Linked DNA regions of Mus musculus: all the other regions are linked to region 2. A link is a contact called in public HiChIP or PLAC-seq and Micro-C data. All regions are on one chromosome and are shown on one strand. Each heading gives the region's core, a stretch centred on a gene start, on an enhancer-like site or on the middle of the called end of the contact. The rest is flanking DNA. Distances are from core to core; before and after follow the strand shown. Region 1 holds the start of Ficd (FIC domain containing). Region 2 overlaps 2900026A02Rik (RIKEN cDNA 2900026A02 gene). Region 3 has its middle 16 kb from the start of Asphd2.

Evidence for each region. Hi-C and Micro-C count contacts between places; a contact is called where the count stands out from the background. HiChIP or PLAC-seq counts read pairs in DNA pulled down with a chosen protein or histone mark.
Region 1: a Micro-C map of embryonic stem cells shows a contact between it and region 2, with 4 times the contacts expected there. The contact joins the promoter of Ficd here to the enhancer-like site in region 2. A contact is called at or near these places in 2 of 39 promoter capture datasets (embryonic stem cells and hippocampal neurons), 2 of 15 datasets of contacts at CTCF or cohesin (large pre-B cells and pro-B cells), 21 of 484 Hi-C or Micro-C datasets (the AML12 cell line, B cells, the C2C12 cell line and 9 more), 4 of 115 datasets of contacts at active chromatin or transcription factors (bone marrow-derived macrophages, embryonic stem cells, large pre-B cells and 1 more) and 1 of 9 other capture datasets (embryonic stem cells).
Region 3: a contact with region 2 is called in an H3K4me3 HiChIP or PLAC-seq map of forebrain, with 4 times the contacts expected there. The contact joins two enhancer-like sites. A contact is called at or near these places in 1 of 15 datasets of contacts at CTCF or cohesin (large pre-B cells) and 4 of 115 datasets of contacts at active chromatin or transcription factors (astrocytes, embryonic hindbrain, embryonic stem cells and 1 more).

The regions. Positions count from the first base shown.
Region 1 is chr5:113,734,090-113,737,809 of GRCm38.p6, forward strand. It overlaps Ficd (FIC domain containing), which reads left to right and starts at 1,693. Exons shown (of 3, transcript NM_001010825.3): 1 at 1,693-1,960; 2 at 2,732-3,083. The coding sequence starts at 2,783.
Region 2 is chr5:113,178,960-113,182,542 of GRCm38.p6, forward strand. 2900026A02Rik (RIKEN cDNA 2900026A02 gene) reads right to left here. Exons shown (of 13, transcript NM_001375886.1): 5 at 3,095-3,583. Among named protein-coding and RNA genes, the nearest start is that of Gm42161, 35 kb to the left of the region's middle. Within about 2 kb of position 1,387, at least 205 of the 459 cell types and tissues checked have an H3K27ac peak or open chromatin away from gene starts, as enhancers often do. A contact at or near this core is called in the AML12 cell line, the C2C12 cell line, bone marrow-derived macrophages and 6 more, where this site is marked.
Region 3 is chr5:112,409,354-112,412,935 of GRCm38.p6, forward strand. No RefSeq gene overlaps it. Among named protein-coding and RNA genes, the nearest start is that of Asphd2, 16 kb to the left of the region's middle. Within about 2 kb of position 2,323, at least 62 of the 459 cell types and tissues checked have an H3K27ac peak or open chromatin away from gene starts, as enhancers often do. A contact at or near this core is called in forebrain, where this site is marked.

The sequences.
Region 1 (3,720 bases), core at 443-2,942, 560 kb after region 2:
AAACACCCAGCCTCGTGCAACTGAGCAACTACCGGATCCTTGGACTTCCCACTCACAGCTGACTATTGTTGGAGAGTTGGGCTACAGACTGTAAGTCATCATAACAAATTCCCTTACTATATAGAGACTACCGAAAAGTTCTGTGACTCTAGAGAACCCTGACTAACATACTACATTATAAAATTATATTTAAACATAGTTTCCTCATGCTGTGGTGACCCCCAACTATAAAATTATTTCATTACTACTTCATAGCCATACGCTTGCTACTGTGATGAATCGTAATGTAATGTAAATAGCTAATATGAGAGCCCTGTGGGGTCATGGCCCACAGGTTGAGAATCACCGCACTAGCGTTATCTGGAGGGAAAGGAACTTCAATTGAGAACAATGTTTCCATAAGATCCAACTGTAGGGCATTTTCTTAATTAATGATTGATGGGGGAAGGCCCCGCCCATTGTGGGTGGAGCCATCCCTGGGCTGGTCAGGGGGTTCTATAAGAAAGCAGGCTGAAACCGGATTTGGTGGTATATGCCTCTAATCCCAGCACTCAGAAGGCAGAGGCAGAGGCGGGAGGTTGGGGCTAGCCTGGCCTATACAGTGAGTCCCAGACCAATTTAAGCTACCTGCAGGTGACAGATCAGTAAAGTAGATTGACACCACCAAGTCAGTCTGCTAGTGGCAGAGCTGGGATGCGAACCCAGGGCTGTGTGGCTCCATGAAAAGAGTCCCAAATCCAGAACCTGAGGGCTAAGGCAGGTAGGAGCCAAACTTGGTGACCTGCGTTCAATCCACAAACCCATATGGTAGAAGGAGAAAGCCCAGGTTTGCAAACTGATCTCTGTGCACGTGCGCGCACACGAACTTTTTTTTTTTTTTTTAATTAAGAGATGTGAGCTGTTGTCCCATTCTGCCGTTGAGAAAACTGATCCAAGATCACAAGAGACTGAGGGCAAAAATCTGAATCTGTGGGCCGTCTGACTCCAGAGTGTGCCCAGTAACCTCTCAAAGCAGGCCCTGGGAGCTTCCGGTTCAATATTTGTGGGTTGAGATGGGAGCCCTGCCCTCTGCACCAAAGAAAACTTAATTTGGTAAACAAAAAGCCATAGCCAGCCGCTCCAGAGAATGCAAACTAAAAAAGGTCAGGAGGGCATGTTGGCTCAAAATGACCCGGGTTGAATACTAAGCCAGCTCGGGCTACACAGTAAGTCCCGACCAACCTGGGCTACACCGTGAATTAATTCCTAGCCAGGCCTGGTCTACACGGTGCGAAGCCATCTCAAAAACAAAAGTAGATTAGAGAGGACAAGAAAGGGGGTAAAGAAAAGGGACAAACGGTGAAACCGGGACTAAGAAGTGGGAAACGTTTGGTGATGTGGCTACTGCCATTGCACACCAGAGAAACTGAAGCACACAGAGCCTAGGTGGAGGCCCAGGAAGGTAGCAGATGCTGGGACGGGAAAACAGGACGCAAATGCTCGCCCTAGCCGGTGGCCTCGACCCCGCCCCATGCACACAAGCGACAGCCAATGGAAGCGGCACACGGCGCGCCTTTCCCGGGGGGATGCTCTAGCTAGCTCTAGAACCCGGAAGCGCGGCGGATGGACAAGTCGAGACAGCCAATCCGCCGCGGCAAGGGCGGCCGTCCGTCCAATGGCGAGGCGACGGGAGCGGGGCGAGGTGGTGGGGGCGGGGCCTGCGACCGCGGCTGCGGGGAACGGCCGCGCGGGTTTGGATGCTGGAGGCGGGCACGAGCCCTGGGCCGGTTCGTAGCGGGAGCTCGCGGCAGCCTCATTCCACCCCCCACCCCACCCCCCGCTTCGGGAGTAAGCCGAAGTCTGCTGGGCTCGAGCCGCTGCACAGGCCGCGCGAAGTGATGACGTGGCGGGTCAGGCCCCGGAGCTCCGGCGCCGCCTGTCAGAACGGCGTCATCCCTCATCTGTAAACCGGGAGCTACAGGTAGCTTGCTCGCTCTTCGCAAGGGGGCTGACAGCGTGCAAGGCTGGCCGGCAGCGCAGTGTCCGGCACACCATAGTTGCCCAATAAATGCTTATTGTTGGCAAGATGGCATTTGCATACCTGATCCCTCGCTCCCCCCCCCCATCCCCCGCCAGCCCCCAAGCTTGTGTTCGCCCTCGCTGAGGTAGGGCATCATCACCCACTGTTGTTGGCCAGGCCTTGGGTTTCCCTGTCTATGATGGACAAGCCAGGGAAGGAAGGGCAGAAGGGACACAACATTGGTCACCGAGGCTGTCGGTATTCATATGGTAACATCAGGACACCAGACATTTGTCCTTATCGAAGATTGTGGTGTGTGTCCAGGGGCGTATGCAGGAGTTACAGCCCAAACACTAGGTGTCCTGTGGCAATAGTCGCTTGTGGTGGACTAGTGGACTAAGAGGGGGGCTGAAAAGTCCCCGACTTCACTTTTCTGAGTTCTGATTGCATCTCCTCTGGGGAGGGCGGTGTGGAAACATCACCTCCTGGGGTTGTAGGCTGAGATTATGAAAGTTAATATATATAAATGCATTAGAGTCCTATCACTCTACCCCGGAGGAGCTATGGGTTAGGATGAATCTTCCCAGGCTGGCCCTGCACCATGAGACCCCTCCCCCATTTCCGTGGTCCCTAATGAATTAGAAAGTGTGACGATTCTGTGTCTGGTCTCTCCATCTGGGAACGGGTCCACTCCCACTGCCTCATTCTTTTACAATGCTTGGTTCCTTGCAGGGTCCAGCTTTTCCTCTGTGTCGAGTGCTCTGGGCCCAGCCCTCAGTCCAGATGATACTCATGCCAATGGCGTCGGTGGTGGCAGTGGCCGAACCCAAATGGGTCTCCGTCTGGGGCCGTTTCCTGTGGATGGCGCTGCTGAGCATGGCTCTGGGGTCGCTGCTGGCTCTGCTGCTGCCGCTGGGAGTTGTGGAAGAGCATTGCCTGGCTGTGCTCAGAGGTTTCCACCTGCTCAGGAGCAAACTGGACAGGGCACAGCCTGTGGTCCCCAAGTGCACCAGCCTATGCACAGAGCTCAGTGTCTCCTCCAGGGATGCAGGGCTGCTGACAGTCAAGACTACGGCGTCTCCAGGTGAGTGTGCTGGCCAACTTGGTTGGCCTTGTCAGTTTGTGTGTGTGTAAGCATGAGGGCGTCCCAGTGAATGAGACAGTCCGGAACTCCAGTCTGATGAGTGACTGAGAACGGGTGTCCCAGCATTTGGAGGGAGACACACAAAGGGTGGGCCCTGAGCTGCACCTCAGATCTACATGGGGGTGGTTCAAGGAAGAGCACCTGAGAACAGTGCTCCCTCTGGCCAGAAACCACTGGGGATGGGACTGGAGAGCGGTCCAGGAACTCAGGGAAGCTGAGTGTGGGTGGGTGCTCACCCTCGAAGCACAGAGCTCAGTGCAAAGCATGCCCCGTGTGCACAGTGAGTGTTACAGCAGCCTACCTGGATGCCAGCGGCACACTGTCCCCAGGGGTGACAACCACACATCACCACAATGGAATCACATCATTAGAAGCAGGGGCATAGCTCTGATAGCACCTGTCTGGTATGCATGCACAAGGGCCCAGGGTTCCAGTCCCCAGCACTGCCAGAAAACAGAAATTGTCCAGGCATGGGAAGGGCCAGGGATAGCTGAGGGCGAGGTGTTGGCACCCCCAGGCCTGAAGGAGAGGGTCTCAAGAGATAAGAGCCACCTGTCCACAGGGAAGGTGGGCCACC
Region 2 (3,583 bases), core at 137-2,636:
ATGTGCATGTGTGCACACGTGTGTGTGCTTGAGTGTGTGTGTTACGTGGTGTGTTTCATAGGTGTCCGTACACACCCAGAGAATATTCCTAACTCTTTTTGTTTTGTCTGGTTTTTTTTTTAAGATTTATTTATTATTATGTGTGAGTACACTGTAGCTGACCTCAGACACACCAGAAGAGGGCATCAGATCTCATTATGGGTGGTTATGAGCCACCATGTGGTTGCTGGGATTTGAACTCAGGACCTTCAGAAGATCAGTCAGTGCTCTTACCTACGGAGCCATCTCGCCAGCCTTTGTCTGTTTTTCAAGACAGGGTTTCTCACTGTAGCCCTGGCTGTCCTGGAACTCACTCTGTAGACCAGGCTGGCCTCGAACTCAGAAATCCGCCTGCCTTGCCTCCCAAGGGCTGGGATTAAAGGCGTGTGCCACCACTGCCTGGCTATTCCTAATTCTTGAGAGACACAGGAAAGTCCCAACGGCTGGAACATCTTTACCAGCTCCCCCACCCCAACCCCCATCCCTGAGCAAATGATCCCTTCCCTCTCTGCCCCGTGTTTGTCTTTTTAACAACCAGCATTCTGGGCACCTCTGTGGCTTCTTGTCTTCACTCATCTGATTGTTTTTGATCTTTAAGATCAGGAACCAGATCAAGGGAAGGAAGGAAGGACGCCCAACAATGGGATGAGGGTCAGGTCCCCAGGGACCAGCCTGTGCTAAGGAAGACCCTGACTCAGCAACAAAACAAAACAAGCCTTCCAGGAGAGAGGCCAGAAGCGGGAAGCTGGTCCGTGGATCCCTCCGCCAAGGGAAAGCTGATCCCGCCCCCCCCGCCCCCCCCCCCCCGACAACCAGCCCTCCTGGGGCCTGGGCGCTCTGGGCATCATCCAGGACCCTCTGCAGCCCAGGCGCTCCTGTTGCCAGTGGGTCCCGAGGTGCTGGCGAGCTGAGCTGCTGAGCTGCAGCGTGTCACATTCCAGCCCGGCAGTCTCTTCTGGCCCCCTCCCCCCGCTCCCACGGCAACGGGGGCGGGGCGTGAGAGCTGGGTGAGACCACCAGAGGCAAACCTTGCTGGACCATACTGCAGCTTCGGGTTCCCAACGGGGGCGTTGGGGGGAGTGGGAGGCAAGGAGCAGTGTGGGAAGAACCCACACTGGAGGAGGGAGGAGCTCAGTGCAAGTCTGGAAGGTTCCACTAGCGACGCTGAGCAACTCAGGGCTCCGGAGGAGAAACACAAGTTCGAAGCTCCAATCCCCCCATACTCCACACCATAAATGTGAGGACAATCCACATCCCATCCTTCGTGGCCAAAGCTGACTCTGTTCTCACAGGCCCCTCTAGGTGGCGCCCCTGTCTCTGACAGGCTAGACCCTGGTTCCTCTCTCACAAACTTGGGGATGAGAAACTGCTGTAATCCTTGGCTGCGCTCGACTCTGTAAACACGGCGTCCTAAAACTCCAGGGCAGCGTGGAAAGGAAGTCCAGGAACAAACCAGTCACGGGCCGGGGATTCACAGCAGCCAGAACTGTGGGAAATAAGTTCCTGGCCCGGTGTGGTTTGTTACAGCAGGAAACACTGAAGACTAGGCTGCTGCCTCTGCTGAACTGCTCAGCAAGGGCTAGGTGGGGCTGACTCCAGCCTCCAGATCTCCCAGCATGCCCTGCTCCCGGGGTCACCCATCAGGGCCTCCTCCAGGATGCCTTCCTGGGTCACTCCTCCGGCGCCTCATTGAGCATCATATAATTTCCTGACCTTGGGTTCCAGAGCCCTATCACCCAGCTGAGGTAAAAAGCTCCCCAAGGGCTGCACGCAGCTTCCTGTTTCTTCCCTGCTTTGTCATCTCATGGGATCCTGCCAGACCTGGGCTCAAGCATCTTGGCCTTTTGCTGTGTGACCTCTCTGAGCCCTGTTTTCGGGTTGTCTTATTTTACACCCGCAGCAGACCTTGTCGGCTCCCTGCCTGTTTCTCACGCCGATACAAGAGTTGGTGCAGAGCTGCCCTACTATGCGCAGAACGGTCAAATCCCATATATCCAAAGGCCCAGACATATTCTTCGACGTCAACAGGAATAAATAGAAAACGCATACTCCTGGCTCTCTGACCCTTGACCAGGTCGACCCAGTTGTGCCTACGAGCTTCCCAGAGGTTTCCCGGGCACCGGGTCTCAGTTGCCCACACTGGTAATTCCTTGCCACCTTCCCCAGTCCGCAGCCGGTCCTCCCTCTGGTCACCTCCTAAGAGACCTAAGACAGGCTGCTTCTGGAAAACCCAATCCAAAGTGAGCCGTCCTGTCAGACCCCGTGGGCTGCTTGGCATTCACTCACGGCACAGATCTTCCTGGAAGCTCTAGAGAGGACAACGGGTGAGGTGGCATCGAGCAGGTACTCTGCGACACTCACACATGTCCTCCCTCATCCAAGTCCCAGGCCAAATTTTGAACCCACAACCCGTGGCCAAGCAGACAGAGCCAGGCCAAGCACGGCCAGGACAAAATGAAGTTTTCTAGCAAGCCTCCTTATTTCAGGGTTAACACCTGAAAATGTGGATTTCTTTTAATAAATGTCCCTTTCTGTCTCAGGTTTCAAAATGGCCAATGGGCTGAGGCCCCGGTTGTTGTGGGGCGGGGCCGAGGTGGGGCAGGGCTGGGGCCAGGGGCGGAGCTGGGGCTAGGAGGAGCTTTAGTTCTCCCATGCCACACCCCGTAAAAAGGAAGGGGAAGGGAGGATAAAGAAAGGGACGGCTTGCCAGTTAAGAGCACTGACTGCTCTTCTAGAGGTCCTGAGTTCAATTCCTGGTAACCACATGGTGGCTCACAACCATCTAGAATGGGATCTAGTGCCCTCTTCTGGTGTGTCTTAAGACAGCAAGTATACTCATATACATTAAATAAATCTTTTAAAAAAATAGGAGAAAAAAATCCTAAGAGTCTGGAAGCAAGCACACCTAGGTATCCTGTTAGCGTGCAGTCCTCACCACTCCCTAGAGTGGCACCTCCACTCCGTCACACACTTACACAGCCCACGTGAAATCTGAGATCCTGGACATAGATACATACAAACAATATGACAAAATTCCAAGTGCCTCTGTACCCACCTTAGGGCCTTCTGGCCTCCTCGAATCCCTCTGACAGGGTCCTGCGGCAGCCTCGGGAGTCTCGGTGGCTGGGAGGTCCGGCTTCCCTTTGGACTGTTCTTGCCTCCGATGCCTGGCGTCCTGCATGACGGACAGGCCCTCCCGGATCCTGGCTGGTGGGCCCTTCTCTGAGCAGGCCCTCTTGATGTCCAGCGGCGACCAACCAGAATCGCGTGGGGGGGTTCCCCACGGCACCCCATTGCCTTCCACTCCCTGACCAGTGGATCTCCTCGGAGTCCCTTTCTTCCGGTCAGAGGGAGGTGACCCAGGGGAGACTGGGTACCTGCTGCCTGGCTCCTGGGACTTGGCTGAATTTTGCCAATGCTTGGTACCCTGGTGCTCACTGGAGGAGGGCTTGCTTTCAAACTCAGCGATGCCTGGAGATTTTCTCCTGGAACCAGCTGGGACGGCAGAAGGTGAGGGGCAGTTTTCTCCAGGAGCCGAGTGTGG
Region 3 (3,582 bases), core at 1,073-3,572, 770 kb before region 2:
AGTCAGCGTTTCAATGGCTCGGAGGAGTGGGCTTGGCAGGGAGGGTGACACACTTGCCTCTGCATGCTGACAAGACAGATGGCCCAGATGCACCAGACTTGCAGACAAGCTTGAGGCTCTAGGCCCATCTCTGATAACAAAGCATTGGTGAGAGAGTCAAGCTGGGACCCGAGCTTGCCTGGAGCATCTTGCAGGGCAGGGACAGTGCAGAGGGTGAAGCATGGTAGATGATTGGTGTTGCCATGGCAATAGGATGGTTGATGGTGGTGGTACTGATGTGAACATACAGTGAACATAGAATAAACATACAGTGAACATAGACTGAACATACAGTGAACATAGACTGAACATACAGGGAACAAAGACTGAACATACAGGGAACATAGACTGAACATACAGGGAACATAGACTGAACATACAGGGAACAAAGACTGAACATACAGGGAACATAGACTGAACATACAGTGAATACAGTTGTTGGAAGAGGCTATGATTTGAACTCATGCTGAAGTCTGGTCCCTGTCATTAGGCTCTGAATGATACAAGAAATCCAACTAAGCATTCGGGGTGTGGTCTCAGGTGATTAGGACAGGCCAGGGTCATGAGGGTGAGCCTGTATGACTGATTTCTGGTGGCTTTAGAGGAAGAAGGAGAGAGACCAGACACACACGAACTTGCTGCTGTCTCTTGCCACACGATATTCTGTGACATCTTGGGATGGAGGCAGCATGAAGGCCATTAGTAGATCAGGATCTCAACCTCTGTGCCTCCAGGACTGTGTCCTAAATAAAAACAGAGTACTTGAAACCATCTCACTCTGTAGCCTAGGCTAGGCTGGAACCCTGTAACCCAGGCTGGCCCCAGCCCTTATAAAGAAGCACGCCGTGAGCCTGTTGTCATGGCAGTGGATGGAGACAGTGAGAGAGTGAATGAAGGGCTGAAGAAGGGACAGAGTTATTCTCAGTTTTCTCTCTTGGGCAGCTGGAGGGACGGATGTGATGGCACACATTTGAAACAGGGAAGCAGTGTGCCATTGTGTGTGCACCTATGAGCATGTAGAGGTCAGAAAACAACTTTGGTGTCTTTCCTCAGATGCCTTCCATCTCTCTCTCTCTCTCTCTCTCTCTCTCTCTCTCTCTCTCTCTCTCGAGACAGGGTTTCTCTGTATAGCTCTGGCTGTCCTGGAACTCACTTTGTAGACCAGGCTGGCCTCGAACTCAGAAATCCGCCTACCTCTGCCTCCGAGTGCTGGGATTAAAGGCGTGTGCCTGTTTCTTGAAACAGTGTATCCTATGGGCAGACTGGCGGAGATCTTCAGCCATCCTCCTATCTTCCACCCCAGTGCTAGGATTTCAAATGGATGCCACCAAGCCTGCCTTTTTGCTGGGGACTGAAGTCAGGTCCTCATGCATCCGTCCATAGCATCCATGCACGGTACACATGCATGGCCCACAAAGGTATCCAAGCCCAAGAAAAGCAACCAGCTGCCAAGCTTGGACTTCATAAAAGGAAAAAGAAAAGATGGAAAAATTCACTTTGTCTAGCTACTTTGTTTTGAGTCAGGGTCTCACGTAGTCTGAGCTAACCTCATGTCCGGATCCACCTACCTCTGCCCCACAAGCAAGGCCTTACAGTCTGTGCTGCCATGCCTAGCTTTGGTCTGTATCTTTGCTCTAAGAACTTTTTAAAGATGACTTGTCTTTAGCTGTCTTTTTAAAATCCCTTCCTGTGCTGCGCCAGCCCGGCATCTGTTTGTAGAAACCCTTGCCTTTCATTTTGCATTCCCGTCTCAGATAGCGGATTTTGAGAACAGAAATATAATCATCTCTGTGCGAACAGCCCTCTCTCAGCCTGGGGAGGAGAGAGATCAGCAGCAGAGGACTCTGTGTTGGCGTCCTGACCGCAGGCATCATTGTGACCTGTGCTGCCTTGTCACAACATGAGCCTTATAAACAGCAGACAGGACCCTAACTCCAGAAGCCTGTGCATCCCAGATACACCCTCTCTGCGTCTCCCGGGAGGGAGCTTCTTTTGAAAAGGAAGCAATCCAGTTAGGATGTTGGAATCTAGAAAGTATACCAGGGTCAGACAGGATGTTGGGCGCTGGAAATGCTCTCGAGTTTTTTTAAGGGCTTCCTAATGTGCCCCCACCCTCACCCCCCTACCCTTCAGCCCCTGTCCCCAGTGCAAACCTGAGCTACTGTTTCTTTTTCCAAATGAGGGCTTAGAAATGTGCTGCAGGGGTAGTTTGGGGCATCTCAATTTGCAATTCCCAGTAGCTCTCCCAGCCCGAGTGCTTTTTTTGGTTTCCATGGAAACCAGCAGTGTTTTGAAGAGGCGGTGGCAGGTTCGGCGCATAGGGTGCCACCCGGGAATGCCTGTCAGTCTGTTGGTTAAAGTAGACGGTGAGAGGACTGTGCTTTGGGGTTTCCTCTGACCATGTCAGTTTGACCTTCTCGAGGAAGAGAAGCAGAGTGGGATGAGCTCCACCCCCACTCCAGCCTCTGGGGCCTGGGAGCCGTCATTAAGTCACTGTTGCAAATGTCTTCGCCTTTGAAGCCACCAGTGGAGCAGGTGTGGTGACTGACACCTGTGTTGTTCCCGTGATTGTCGAGCTGGCTAGGTGGGGCGACTTCATAACTGGCTGGCATTGCCTGGCTCGGAAAATTTATTTCTGGTGGGACATATTCTTAGCAGCCCCAGGTATTGGTTCTCAGCAAATTTCAGGCAGGACTGATTGCTCTAGGAGTTTGTGGGTTTCGCATATTTGCATGTGTGGGGGAGGACAATGCCCGTCTTTTCTCAGCTCTGGAATTCTGCGGGGGAACCTCCTGGTCAATCCACAGCCATGTGATCTCCCTTTAAATGTCCAAGAATGTGGGGGCCATGACTGCTGCAGCCGCACAGGACGATCTCTGCCTCTATCTAATTCCCAGAGGCCATTGGGAAGACCACATCTCGGCATTCCTCCCTCAGAGCTCCCCCACCCAATCCCTGCCACTTTTTTTCCTTAGTAAAACTACATTTGCTCTTCTTGCCCTGATTCTTCTTGGGTGAGAGACAAGGGCAGGCTAAGTCATCGGCTTGAGGTGTTTCTGGGGGCTGTTGATTACCCCCAGGTAAACCTACTGAGAGAGCTAAGACTCCATCACCCTCAAAGAACCCACATCAGCTACAGAGACAGGGCACGGCGGCACTCCCTACTTCTTTCTAGTTACATGAGAGTGAGCAAAAGGCACGGTGAGGGAAGGGCAGACATCAAAGGGCACGCAGCAGTGTATCACAGATATGGCAGGAAAAGATGTCGGATCTGGGCACTAAGAAAGGGTACTTCCTGCCTTCCGGACTGGTCCTGCATTGAAAACTCATTGCAGTCACCACATGGCTTTTTTTTTTTTCATACTTACTACACAGTTCAGGTTGGCCCAGACTTGCGATCCCCCAGCCTCAGCTTCCCAGGAGCTGGTATTGCAGGCTTGTACCACCCAACTTGGCCAGAATGTGACATTTAGAATGCCTATCTATTTCACACATAATAAAGCATAGGAAAAAACACCTGGACTCACACACAGGGCTGACGGC